Regions from separate parts of the Pan troglodytes genome. Here region 1 is linked to region 2. Evidence: chromatin contacts called from public Hi-C data. All regions are on one chromosome and are shown on one strand. Each heading gives the region's core, a stretch centred on a gene start, on an enhancer-like site or on the middle of the called end of the contact. The rest is flanking DNA. Distances are from core to core; before and after follow the strand shown.

The links. A called contact is a pair of places that touch in the nucleus more often than the background predicts.
Region 1: a contact with region 2 is called in a Hi-C map of stem cell-derived neural progenitor cells, with 2.7 times the contacts expected there. The contact joins two enhancer-like sites. A contact is called at or near these places in 2 of 7 Hi-C or Micro-C datasets (induced pluripotent stem cells and stem cell-derived neural progenitor cells).

The regions. Positions count from the first base shown.
Region 1 is chr7:38,366,540-38,372,224 of NHGRI_mPanTro3-v2.0_pri, reverse strand. No RefSeq gene overlaps it. Among named protein-coding and RNA genes, the nearest start is that of SARAF, 88 kb to the left of the region's middle. Within about 2 kb of position 2,849, at least 4 of the 24 cell types and tissues checked have an H3K27ac peak or open chromatin away from gene starts, as enhancers often do. A contact at or near this core is called in stem cell-derived neural progenitor cells, where this site is marked.
Region 2 is chr7:37,881,188-37,886,698 of NHGRI_mPanTro3-v2.0_pri, reverse strand. No RefSeq gene overlaps it. Among named protein-coding and RNA genes, the nearest start is that of DUSP4, 170 kb to the right of the region's middle. Within about 2 kb of position 1,573, at least 3 of the 24 cell types and tissues checked have an H3K27ac peak or open chromatin away from gene starts, as enhancers often do. A contact at or near this core is called in stem cell-derived neural progenitor cells, where this site is marked.

The sequences.
Region 1 (5,685 bases), core at 1,600-4,099, 480 kb before region 2:
TAGTCCCAGCTGCTGGGGAGGCTGAGGCAGGACAATGGCGTGAACCCGGGAGGCGGAGCTTGCAGTGAGCCGAGATCACGCCACTGCACTCCAGCCTGGGCGACAGAGCGAGACTCTGTCTCAAAAAAAAAATAAAATAAAATAAAAAAGAAAGGCTATTCATTAATTTTGTGAATGTTTCCATTTTTCCTTATGTTTCTACTCTCGAATTGATTTGCATACAAATTTCAGTGAGGAAATCATTTATGAGAAGATTAATATTATTTGTCAAGATTGATTTATTTGTCCCTGACTGGCCTGTTTTAACAACATACCTTACCTTTCTTTGTTCTGCCTTTGAATGGTTTGGCTGTTTCTGAAACATTCTCTGGGCTATATCTTTATCCTCATGTCGTATATTTGGAGATATTCAGATAGTTGTGTCATTAATTTTGAATCGTATAGCCATGAGTATGGTGTGATTTCAAATCTGTTCTATGACTATTCCAGTGGCTTGAACCAAATCTTCAGTTAAAGACCAAAACCTGGCTAGGATTTTTATCTTTGTCACAAATCCTCAACTGGATGCTACAAACACTCTGTGAAAGCCCATTATAAAGCTGCTTTTTAGACAATCACTTTGTTCTAGCTACCGCTTGCCTGGTTTTGAGAACACTTCTGGGTCACCTGCTAATTTGCTGAGACCACAGAAACTTCTCCTGAGTACAAGAGGAGGACTAAGCACAGGTCTACTTGACTCCAGATTTCTTAATCTCTAAGGTGAGTTGCCATAAAAAATTTTGAACCATAAGAACTTTACAGCAAAAGAAAAACTAACACTAACAATTTCATCAACATAAAGCACCTCAAACTTACTTCCGATCTATGTGATTAAACTGTTGCTAAGAGGTGTGAATGTACAATTACATGTTCTGATATTTTTATTAAGACTCTTATTCCAAGTTATTCATGTCAACATTACATTCACATCCTTGATATTCATATAATTCATCTAACATTGTGTAATTCATATAACGTGGTTTTACTGATAGGCCATGATATTTCTTGTAATTCATTTGTTATTGTGTATTCATTATGTCTTATTTCCAATTAATAGGATTCTTGGCTTTAGCAACAAAAACCACAAAACGATCATTTGGCCTCAAGCCACAAGCTGAGAATTACTTAATGGCTTAGCTTTGAGTTGAGAAAGGGTCTTGTGGACCTGAGAACATTTTTCCAAGCTGGATACATGTTAGTAAGCAGTTTAAAGGCAGCCTTAAAAAAATTAAAAACAAAACAACAAAACAAAGAATATACAAATAACAAATAGCATCTCTTACTTTAACACAAAGTGACCAAATATTATTTGTATTTATTATTTTACATTCCAACCTAGTGTTTGTACATATCCATACAATGTACACATTTTACAACTTGTAATTACACTGTACATGCAATTTACAACCTGCTTTTTTCATTTTACATGAAACCACAAATAGAGGCTTTAAAATCATTATTTTAAGTGGCCGAATAATATAACAGTAAGAAGCTATTGCAAATAAAGCTGTGGTCTACTTTCCTATTTGTATCATTTAAAAAATTCTGTTGCATTATTTCCTGGAATCAGGATCAAAAGGTAACATATTTCATGATACCTAAACATATTATAATGTTGCTTCCCAATATACAATGATGAGTTTAGCAAATATCAATATACAAAGTATGACCGGGCGCAGTGGCTCACACCTGTAATCCCAGCCCTTTGGGAGGCCGAGGCAGGTGGATCACTTGGGGTCAGGAGTTCGAGACCAGTTTGGCTAACATGATAAAACCCTGACTCTACTAAAAATACAAAAATCAGCTGGGTGTGGTGGCAGGTGCCTGCAATCCCAACTATGCAGGAGGCTGAGGCAAGAGAATTGCTTGAACCTGGAAGGCGGAGGTTGTAGTGAGCTGAGATACTGCACTCCAGCTTGGGTGACAGAGCAAGACTCCATCTCAAAAGAAAAAAAAAAATATATATATACACACACATATATGTACATGTATGTGTATATATACACACACATACATGCATGTGTATATATACACACATATATACACACATATGTATATATGTATATACACACATATGTATATATGTATATATATATACACACGTATATGTATATACACATATATATGTATATGTATGTGTGTATATACACATATATGTATATGTATGTGTGTATATACACACATACATGTATATATACACACAAAGTATGAGTTTATCCGTTTTTTAACCATTTTGATAGCACTAGATGTTACCATCAAAACATATTCTGGAGCTTGCATGCTGGCAGGGGCCTGTAGTCCCAGCTAATGGGGAGCCTGAGGCAGGAGGATTGCTTGAGCCCAGGAGTTGGAAGCTACAGTGTGCTATGACTGCACCTGTGAATAGCCACTGCACTCCAGCCTGGGCAACACAGAGCTCGCATCAGTAAAAAACAGTCAATCCCCCAAACCCTCCAAAACTAAAACAACGTTTTCTAGGGTTAGTTTAATAGTTGTAAAATAACCCTGCTGCATGATCAGACATGGATATTATTGCTATCAGATAGTGAATAAATGACCCATGGCTGCCTTAAACAATCTTGTATTCAGTTGGAATAATTTGTCAAAAGAACAGCTTGCCTTTCTGTGTGTGGCCTAGACTGGTAACGGTAATGCAAAAAAACATTAAGATGCTGTAAGATGAACAATCCACTGTTTAGCAATGAGTATCTTCGTATTATTTTTATTTGGCTTGTGGGGTTGTGGAGGGAGTTAAGGCCTCTGACTGAACACTAGAGGGTAGTCCTGGCTACCGAATAGCTCTGCCCTTTCTTCCCATTCATGTTTCCTTAGTATTGTCTTGGGGAAACTGGCCGTGACACCAATGCACGTGGCTTAATACATGCTGCTTGATTGACTTTTTGGCATGATAGTTTCAGGCGATCCGAAATGCAAAGGGATGTTCAGCCCTTGGAGACTCATGTTCCCTTTCCTTTTCTTCCAGTAATGCACTACTTGGGTATTTTCAGGAACAAAAACATCAAAAGAGTTTTCAGTAGAGGATAGGCTGATGCTTACATAGAACCTCAGGCAGCTCTCTACGGAGGATTGTGCAGCAAACCGAGGCGGCAAGGATTGCTGAAGGGCACAGGAGCTGAGCTGCAGGCCTTGGCATTTGGGGATCTTAATGCTTTTGTGGATTGGAATGGAGGCTGGGCCGGGACGGGATCAAAAGTAGGCTGAGCAGGCCAGGCAGATATAGTCACATTGGCCTCTGGGAGGGATGGAAAGCAAAGGAGAAGGAAGCAGTCTTGAGCCCCCAGAGCCAGGACTGACCATCAGAAGAGAGGAGGCAACATGGCCCCGCTAAATAATTAGAACAAGAGTTTGTCCTAATTCTAGGTAGCCTGTTTTTCTGAGGAGCTCAGAAGATATGATCTCATTAGCCCTGAAAGTCAGGATAACTGACAGTTAACCTTCAGGATAACTTCCTCTGGTGCCATTTTGTCGCCCTGAGTAGGACATCAAGTTCCCAACAGCGGAGGGTCATGGGGCTGCACAGAAGCAGGCACCATGTTTAAGTCTCATGCAGTGAGTTGACCGTGGTGGTGTGGGGTCTCTCTTGGTCTGTCTGTGGGCTGAGGCGAGGCTCAAGAGCACCAGCCTCCCATAAACTCAGGTCTTCCCCAGAGCCTTGAAGCCTTTTCAGTGTTCGATCTGAATTTCTCTTGGATCTATCTTCAAACAAATTCAGGGTTTTCCTACATTAAAAACAAACAAAATCCCTTCAATCCCTCTCCCCTCCACCTGCCATACCCTGGAGCTAACTTTCTGTCTTTATCGTTCTCCCCAACATCAAGGAAGATGGAGCTTTATAACATTAAGAGATTTGAAACAATGATGATTGTCCTAGCTGTTGACATGAACTGTGGTTTAGTTTTGCAAAAGTTGGGCTCAAAACATTGAAAACAGCATTTGAAAACTATTTAATTACATATAAAAATTCTTCAGATATAAGTTCAGTGAAACAATCAGGAATAAACCTGCATGTAAAGTGTGATTCCAATTAAAAAACCCAAACCTCCCTAATATATGCAGAGAAAAAATGTCTGGAGGGAACTATCCCGAGATGTTGATAGTGTTTATCTCTGGGGGTGGGAGGATGGGAAATGTAAGTTTTCTTTATACTTCCTTAAAAACGTTTTGCAATAAATTGCTATGAGTTTTTATAATCAGAAAAGGGCTGTATCGTTATGAAGCTGTCTTGTCTCGTCCACTTCCTCCCACTGACTACGTCCTTAACTAACCCTTGCATTTCACTTCCCATTGAGACGTCTCTGCAGAAATGGTTCTCTCCAGGGTCACAAATGGTCACCTGCTTATTTCATGTAGTGTGTGTGTGTGTTTTTTTTTTTTCCTCCCTCAACTTCAACCTACCCCAGTGAAGATCATTTCTACCTTCTTCACTGTCTTCTAAACATTCCCAGCCGGGTGGCACACGGACCTAATTTTCACAATGTTCAAAACAGAACAAATACTCTTTATTTACCTATCTCAGTCTCTCCAGTTCTCCTTCCCAACCCAAATATCCTTCTCATTTTAAACTTTCTGGCTGGGTGCAGTGGCTCACGCCTATAATGCCAGCACTTTGGGAGGCTGAGGTGGGCAGATGACCTGAAGTCAGGAGTTCGAGACCAGCCTGGCCAACATAGTGAAAACCTGTCCCTACCAAAACTACAAAAGAATTAGCCAGCCATGGTGGCACACACCTGTAATCCCAGCTACTTGGGAGCCTGAGGCAGGAGAATCACTTGAACCTGGGAGGTGGAGGTTGCAGTGAGCCGAGATCGTGCCACTGCCCTCCAGCCTGGGTGACAGAGCGAGACTCCCTCTCAAAAAAATAAAAATAAATAAATAAATAAAATTTCTAATGTGTCATTACCTTGTTTACATAGACCTGGACCTGAAGTAGCAGGCCCAGTCTGACACCTCCCTCTTCCCTGTTTTCTTCCCCATCCACTCATTTGCCAAGTCCTCCGAATTCTACTTCTGTAGTTTCTCTTTCACCAAACCACCCGTTGTTTGTTCTCACTGTGTCTCTTCTAGCTCAGAAACTCCCTGTCTGATCTCTGGATCATGCCGAGTATCCTAACAGTTTTCTTTGCCTTTAGTCTTTCGCTTGCACCAATCATCAATCCACCCACTGCGGAGGACAACAGCCTGGCTCTGGGCGGATTTCTACTCTGTGCAGAAATCTCCATGGTCCTCATGGCCTGCTAAACCCCAAACAGGTTTCTTAGGTTTTCCTAGGCCTAACTATCTCTTTCAGTTTTGTTTCCTGCCGTCTCCAATCCAAGCGTGTCGGTCTAAGCAGAGCGCACACTGTTACCCTGAAAACAAATGTGAACCTGAAAGAGCTATTCCTTCGAGATGGATCCTGAGTGGCTAACTGGACCTATTTTATTGATTGATTGATTGATTGATTGATAGGGGTTTTGCTACACTGCATAGGCTGATCTTGAACTCCTGAGCTAAGGGAGTCTTCCCACCTCGGCATCCTAAAGTGCTGGTACTACAGGCCTAAGCCACTTTGCCCAGGCCTGGACCTATTTTAAATAAAGTCAGGCAGCCATTTGCTGACTACAGGTCACATGTGTACTCTGAGTT
Region 2 (5,511 bases), core at 324-2,823:
CTGGAGGTCACCACTGCAGCATCCTCCGCAAGACAGGCAGAAACATTGATGTAAGAAGAAAACAAAAACAAGCCTGGGAACAGCCTGAAGAGCTATCGGTTCAGTTTATAGGAAACTTATTAGGTTCTTTCCAGAGCTTGTTTATTCTTGCCCTCATATACGACTATAACGAAGTAATTTATTAGTTTCAGTAGAAAGGAGTGGGAGAGAAAAAAGGAAGAAAATACTGAGACTGACTCTGAAACGACGTCAAAGCAGCAAGAAACAGAAAGATGATGAAAAATAAATTCCTGAATTCAAAAAGTATCACAGTTTATAGCTGGTTGATGTAGTTCTATAAGTTTCAATACAGTGTTTGTTTTGTTTCTTTTGTTTTGTTTTTGTTTCTCTTTTTTTGAGATGGAGTCTCTCTCTGTCATCCAGGCTGGAGTGTGGAGTGCAGTGGCGCTACCTCGGCTCACTGCAACCTCCGCCTCCCAGGTTTAAGCAATTCTTCTGCCTCAGCCTCCCTAGTAGCTGGGATTACAGGCGCCCGCCACCACACCCAGCTAATTTTTGTATTTTTAGTAGAGACGGGGTTTCACCATGTTGGCTAGGCTGGTCTCGAACTCCTGACCTCAGGTGATCTGCCCACCTCAGCCTCCCAAAGTGCTGGGATTACAGGTGTGAACCACTGTGCCAGGCCCACAATACAGTGTTTTGAACACCAAAATAAAATAGTAGTTATGATCATTGGTTATGCTTAAAACTTGATCTTTGTATTAATAACCCAAAGCATTCATAGAGGTTTGTATTTTGTTCCCTGTTTTCTGCTTTAAAAGGCACAAAGATATATGATGCTTAGAAATAGTTTGGTCACATTTCCTTAAATGTTCAATCCCTTGCAGAGAGGAGTTTGTGTATTTTTCGTTTCTCCAACAATACCCCATAAAAGAGGCTTTGTTAGAGAAAGCATGCTTATGGTGGTCACGGAACATATGTCTCAGTAATCCCCGGACAGAAGTCAGTTGTCCCATCCTTAAGAGCCCTAATGTGCCTCCTGCACTCTGCACACCATTTGTGCAGTGGCCGCGTGGGCCAGCGTCCTGGCAGAGGCGCCGCTCAGGGCCTGGCTGGCTCGGCTTCCTGAGTCAGCACACTCTCCTCTCCATGGAGCAGATGGGCCAACCCTCCGGGAAAGGAAGCTCTTCTAAGATCCTCCTGTCTTCATTCGTCCCAAATGGGCTTTGCTATAAAAAGCAAATTAAACAGCCATTGTTCCTTTTCTCCATGAGGCTGGCATGCTAACATCCTGCCTAATACCAAAGCTCCCGGATGTTTGTTGCTGGCCTGGGGATGCCTGCCACCGCTTACAGCAATAAGAAAAAACATGCCTTCCACTTGGGAACAGAATCGCTCTTAAGTTCCAGGCCTTTCTTTTTCATCATGTCCCTCCCCCCTTTTTTTAACATTATGACATATAGTACACAGCAGAAAAGGGCTTTCTTGTTAGCTCCAGCATTCTTCTCCGTGCCTGGAGAAGTACTCCCACGGCCTTACAAATAGGCTTAGGCGTCTAATCACAAGAGATCCTGAAGGCCTGGCCCTTAAATCTTCCCTGCTACGTGATGTTTCTCAGTGCAACACTTACTGCATTGTGTTCTGGAGTCCTTCTGAAATACCAAGAAGTCACCCTCCTCCCAACCTAAAGAAGAACACATAAAATACTTTCTAAAAAGACAAACAGCTAAGGGTAAAATAATAAAGCCATATTGAGCCCCTACAAGGCAAGGCCCTGAGGGGGAAAAAAGAGAAGTAAAACATATCATATGTCTTCAAGCAGCTTTTGGTCTCTGCAGAGAGAAGAAAAACTGGGAAAAAGAGAGAGAAGAGAGAGAGGGAAATTGAAAGAGAGAGAGAGAGGAGAGGCCACCTGTATTTACCATTTATTACATTGTAATGTAATTGCTGGTGTAATTTTCTCTCTCCTCTCGCTGTACACTCCAGGATCGATAATTTAGGCTTCTATTTTATATGTAAACTATTTCAAATTCGATTTTTACTGAAATCTGATATTTATCAGCAACTCACTGAAAGCCAAGCCATCCTGAAGTGGCTCATGGGGCTGTTTCTCCTATGAGAGTATCTCTGCAACTTCTTTGTGGACCATCCAAAGGTAATTCAGCAGTGGCTGACATTCTATTAGATAAGCTGAGATCCCTCTTTTCACACTTCTCTATGGTCCTATGAGTGCCATTAACCACAGAGCTGTCTCTCTCACTGATGGAATTAATAACTTACTGGCCAGGGACAGTGGCTCACGCCTGTAATCCCAGCACTTTGGGAGGCAGGCGGATCACTTGAGGTCAGGAATTCGAGACCAGCCTGGCCAAAATGATGAAACCTTGTCTCTACTAAAAAAAAAAAAAAAAATTAGCCGGGAGTGGTGGCATGTGCCTGTAATCCCAGCTACTCAGCAGGCTGAGGCAGGAGAATCACTTGAACCTGGTAGGTGGAGGTTGCAGTGAGACGAGATCACGCCACTGCACTCCAGCCTGGATGAGAGAGAGAGACAGTCTCCAAAAAAAAAGGCGGGGGAGGAATTAATAACTTACCACAAACAACTCAAACATTCAATTCATTACTCTTCAATAACCCTAAGGCAGGAATTCAACAATGCAAATAAACCTCAGGAGAGTTCCAGATACAAGGTACCAGAGACAGGCAGTTCTAGGAAAGTGAGTCCCAGGAGGAAAAATATGTCAGAACAGTAGGCTTTTAGCCAAAAGGATTTTCAAAACTAATTTCTCTTCCATCTTTTAGAGAGAAGACTAGATATTTTAAATACTAGTTTTTGAAAGCCAAGCATATTTCTGGGACATTTCACAGTCACTTATTCACTAAACCACTGCTAAACTTGGGGGTCTTTTAGGTTTCCAACCTCAGCTCTCACATGAAGCTTTTCAAAATGAAACCTTGGTATGTGTTTACTGAACAGCTTCTCTCTACATGGTCAAGCAGACTTGTTCTCAGAAAAGGAGAGACATTTCTGGTAAGTAAATGACCCAAACAGGAAGTGAGCCCATGACAAGTGCGCAGAATGTGCTGGAAGGTGTGCAAAGATGAGGAAGGTCCTTGGGGACATAGCTCATGCTTTTCCCAGCAGAGCTCCTCAGCATCGTGGTCTTTTCCCCCTCACCCCCCTGCAAGGAGAGTCCTGGAAGGAAGGTGCCAGCCAGGACCTCTGTGGCCAGTAGGAGCTCATTTCCTGGCCCATGGCTTCTACCTGATGCTGTGATATTGACCAAGCTAACATTATAGGAGATGCAAATTATATGTTTCCTATGACTGCTGTCACAAATCACCACAAACCTGGTGGTTTTTTTGTTTGTTTGTTTGTTTGTTTGTTTGAGACGGAGTCTCACTCTGTCGCCCAGGCTGGACTGCAGTGACGCAATCTTGGCTCACTGCAACCCCTGCCTGCCAGGTTCAAGCGATCCGCCTGCCTCAGCTTGGGATTATAGGCGCGTGCCCTACGCCCAGCTTATTTTTTGTATTTTTTTTAAGTAGAGACAGGGTTTCACCATGTTGGCTATGGTGGTCTCAAACTCCTGACCTCAAGAGATCCGCCCACCCAGGTCTCCCAAAGTGCTGGGAGTACAGGCATGAGCCACCGTGGCTGGCCCAAACTTAGTGGCTTAAACAATACAACTTATTATCTTTCAATTCTGGAAATTGGAAGTCAGAAATGGGTCTCACTGGGCTAAAATCGAGGCATCAGCAGGACTGTGTTCTTTCTGGAGGCTCTAGGAAAGAATCGGTCTCCATGTCTACAAGAACACCCTCAAACTGCACCTTCCTATATCTTCAAAGCCAGCGAGGCCGGTTGGGTCCTCCTCACATTGAGTACCTCTGATCTACGCTTCTGCCTCCATCTTCTAAGGTCCTTTGTGTTAACATAAGATAAACCAGGATAATTCTTGTTAAAGTCAGCTGATGAGCAACTTTAATTCCATCTGCAACTTTAATTCTCCTTTTGCCATGCATTATAACACTCACAGATTCTGAGGATTAGGATGTAGACATCTTCGGCGGCCAGTGGGGAGGGAGGTGAGGGCACACTTTATTTTCCTACCACACAATCAAACACACATAAATAGGATGTAAGATGGGGAAGCATGCCCTCTAGATTAACACAACGAAAATGTGAAAACACCAGGCAATGCAAGTTAGGTGCAAGCTTTAAAGTGAAAAAACACAAGACAGTCATGGGCTGGGGCCAGAACACCCCCATGTGTCAGGGGACATCATAATGAAATCAAAGAAGGATGAAGCCCTCCCAGAGATTTTTGATGTGTGAGAACTAATAGGAACCTCGAGAAGTCATAGCGCTACCTTTATTGAGTGCTCCTACACTTTTGTGGTCAAACATTTTGGTGCAATATTTGAAGATATTAAAAGATGCCAACCAACACAAAGCAAGCTGTCAACCATTGCAGCACTTCACATTGCCTTTAAAAGCACCCAGCCGGGCGTGGTGGCTCACTCCTGTAATCCCAGCACATTGGGAGGCTGAGGTGGGCAGATCATGAGGTCAGGAGTTCGAGACCAGCCTGACCAACATGGTGAAACCCCATCTCTACTAAAAATACGAAAATTAGCTGGGCATGGTGGCACACACCTGTAATCCCAGCTACTCAGGAGGCTGGGGCAGGAAAATCACTTGAACCTGGGAGGCGGAGGTTGCAGTGAGCCAAGATTGCGCCACTGCACTCCAGCCTGGGTGACAGAGCAGGACTCCATCTCACAAAAAAAAAAAAAAAAAAAAGTCCAGGTGTGGTGGCTCACACCGGTAATCCCAGCACTTTGGGAGGCTGAAGCGGGCAGATCACAAGGTCAGGAGATCAAGACCATCCTGGCTAACACAGTGAAACCCCGTCTCTACTAAAAATACAAAAAATTAGCCAGGCATGGTGGTGGGCGCCTGCAGTCCCTGCTACTCGGGAGGCTGAGGCAGGAGAACGGCGTGAACCCGGGAGGTGGAGCTTGCAGTGAGCTGAGATCGCGCCACTGCACTCCAGCTTGGGCGACAAAGCGAGACTTCGTCTCAAAAAAAAAAAAAAAAAAAAAAGAAAGAAAGAAAAAAGAAAAGCACCAATGGTTTTCACACTATTTATTCAATTCCCACCCCTATCGCTTTCAACTCTGAGTCAGGATTGAAAGGAACTGTGTACAGTCCTGACAGTTCAAGAGACAAAGTTCTCACATGTCCCAGTAAACACATGATTTTTTTTCCCCAAGAGTTTGCCCATAGCAAATTGTTTCCCTATTAGCCTAAGTGTTGAACTGGATTTGAAAATCTGGCAAATATCTGGTGCCCATTTAGACTCACAGTACAGAGGGGACCTCCTCGAGAAGGGCTTGAGGGATACCAGTGTATCTTTGCACACTGTTTGAGACCCATGGACTTCTTAAGAGCCAACTCAAATCTTTCCTCTCATCTGCCCAGCAACACTTTTTGGCAGATAAGGA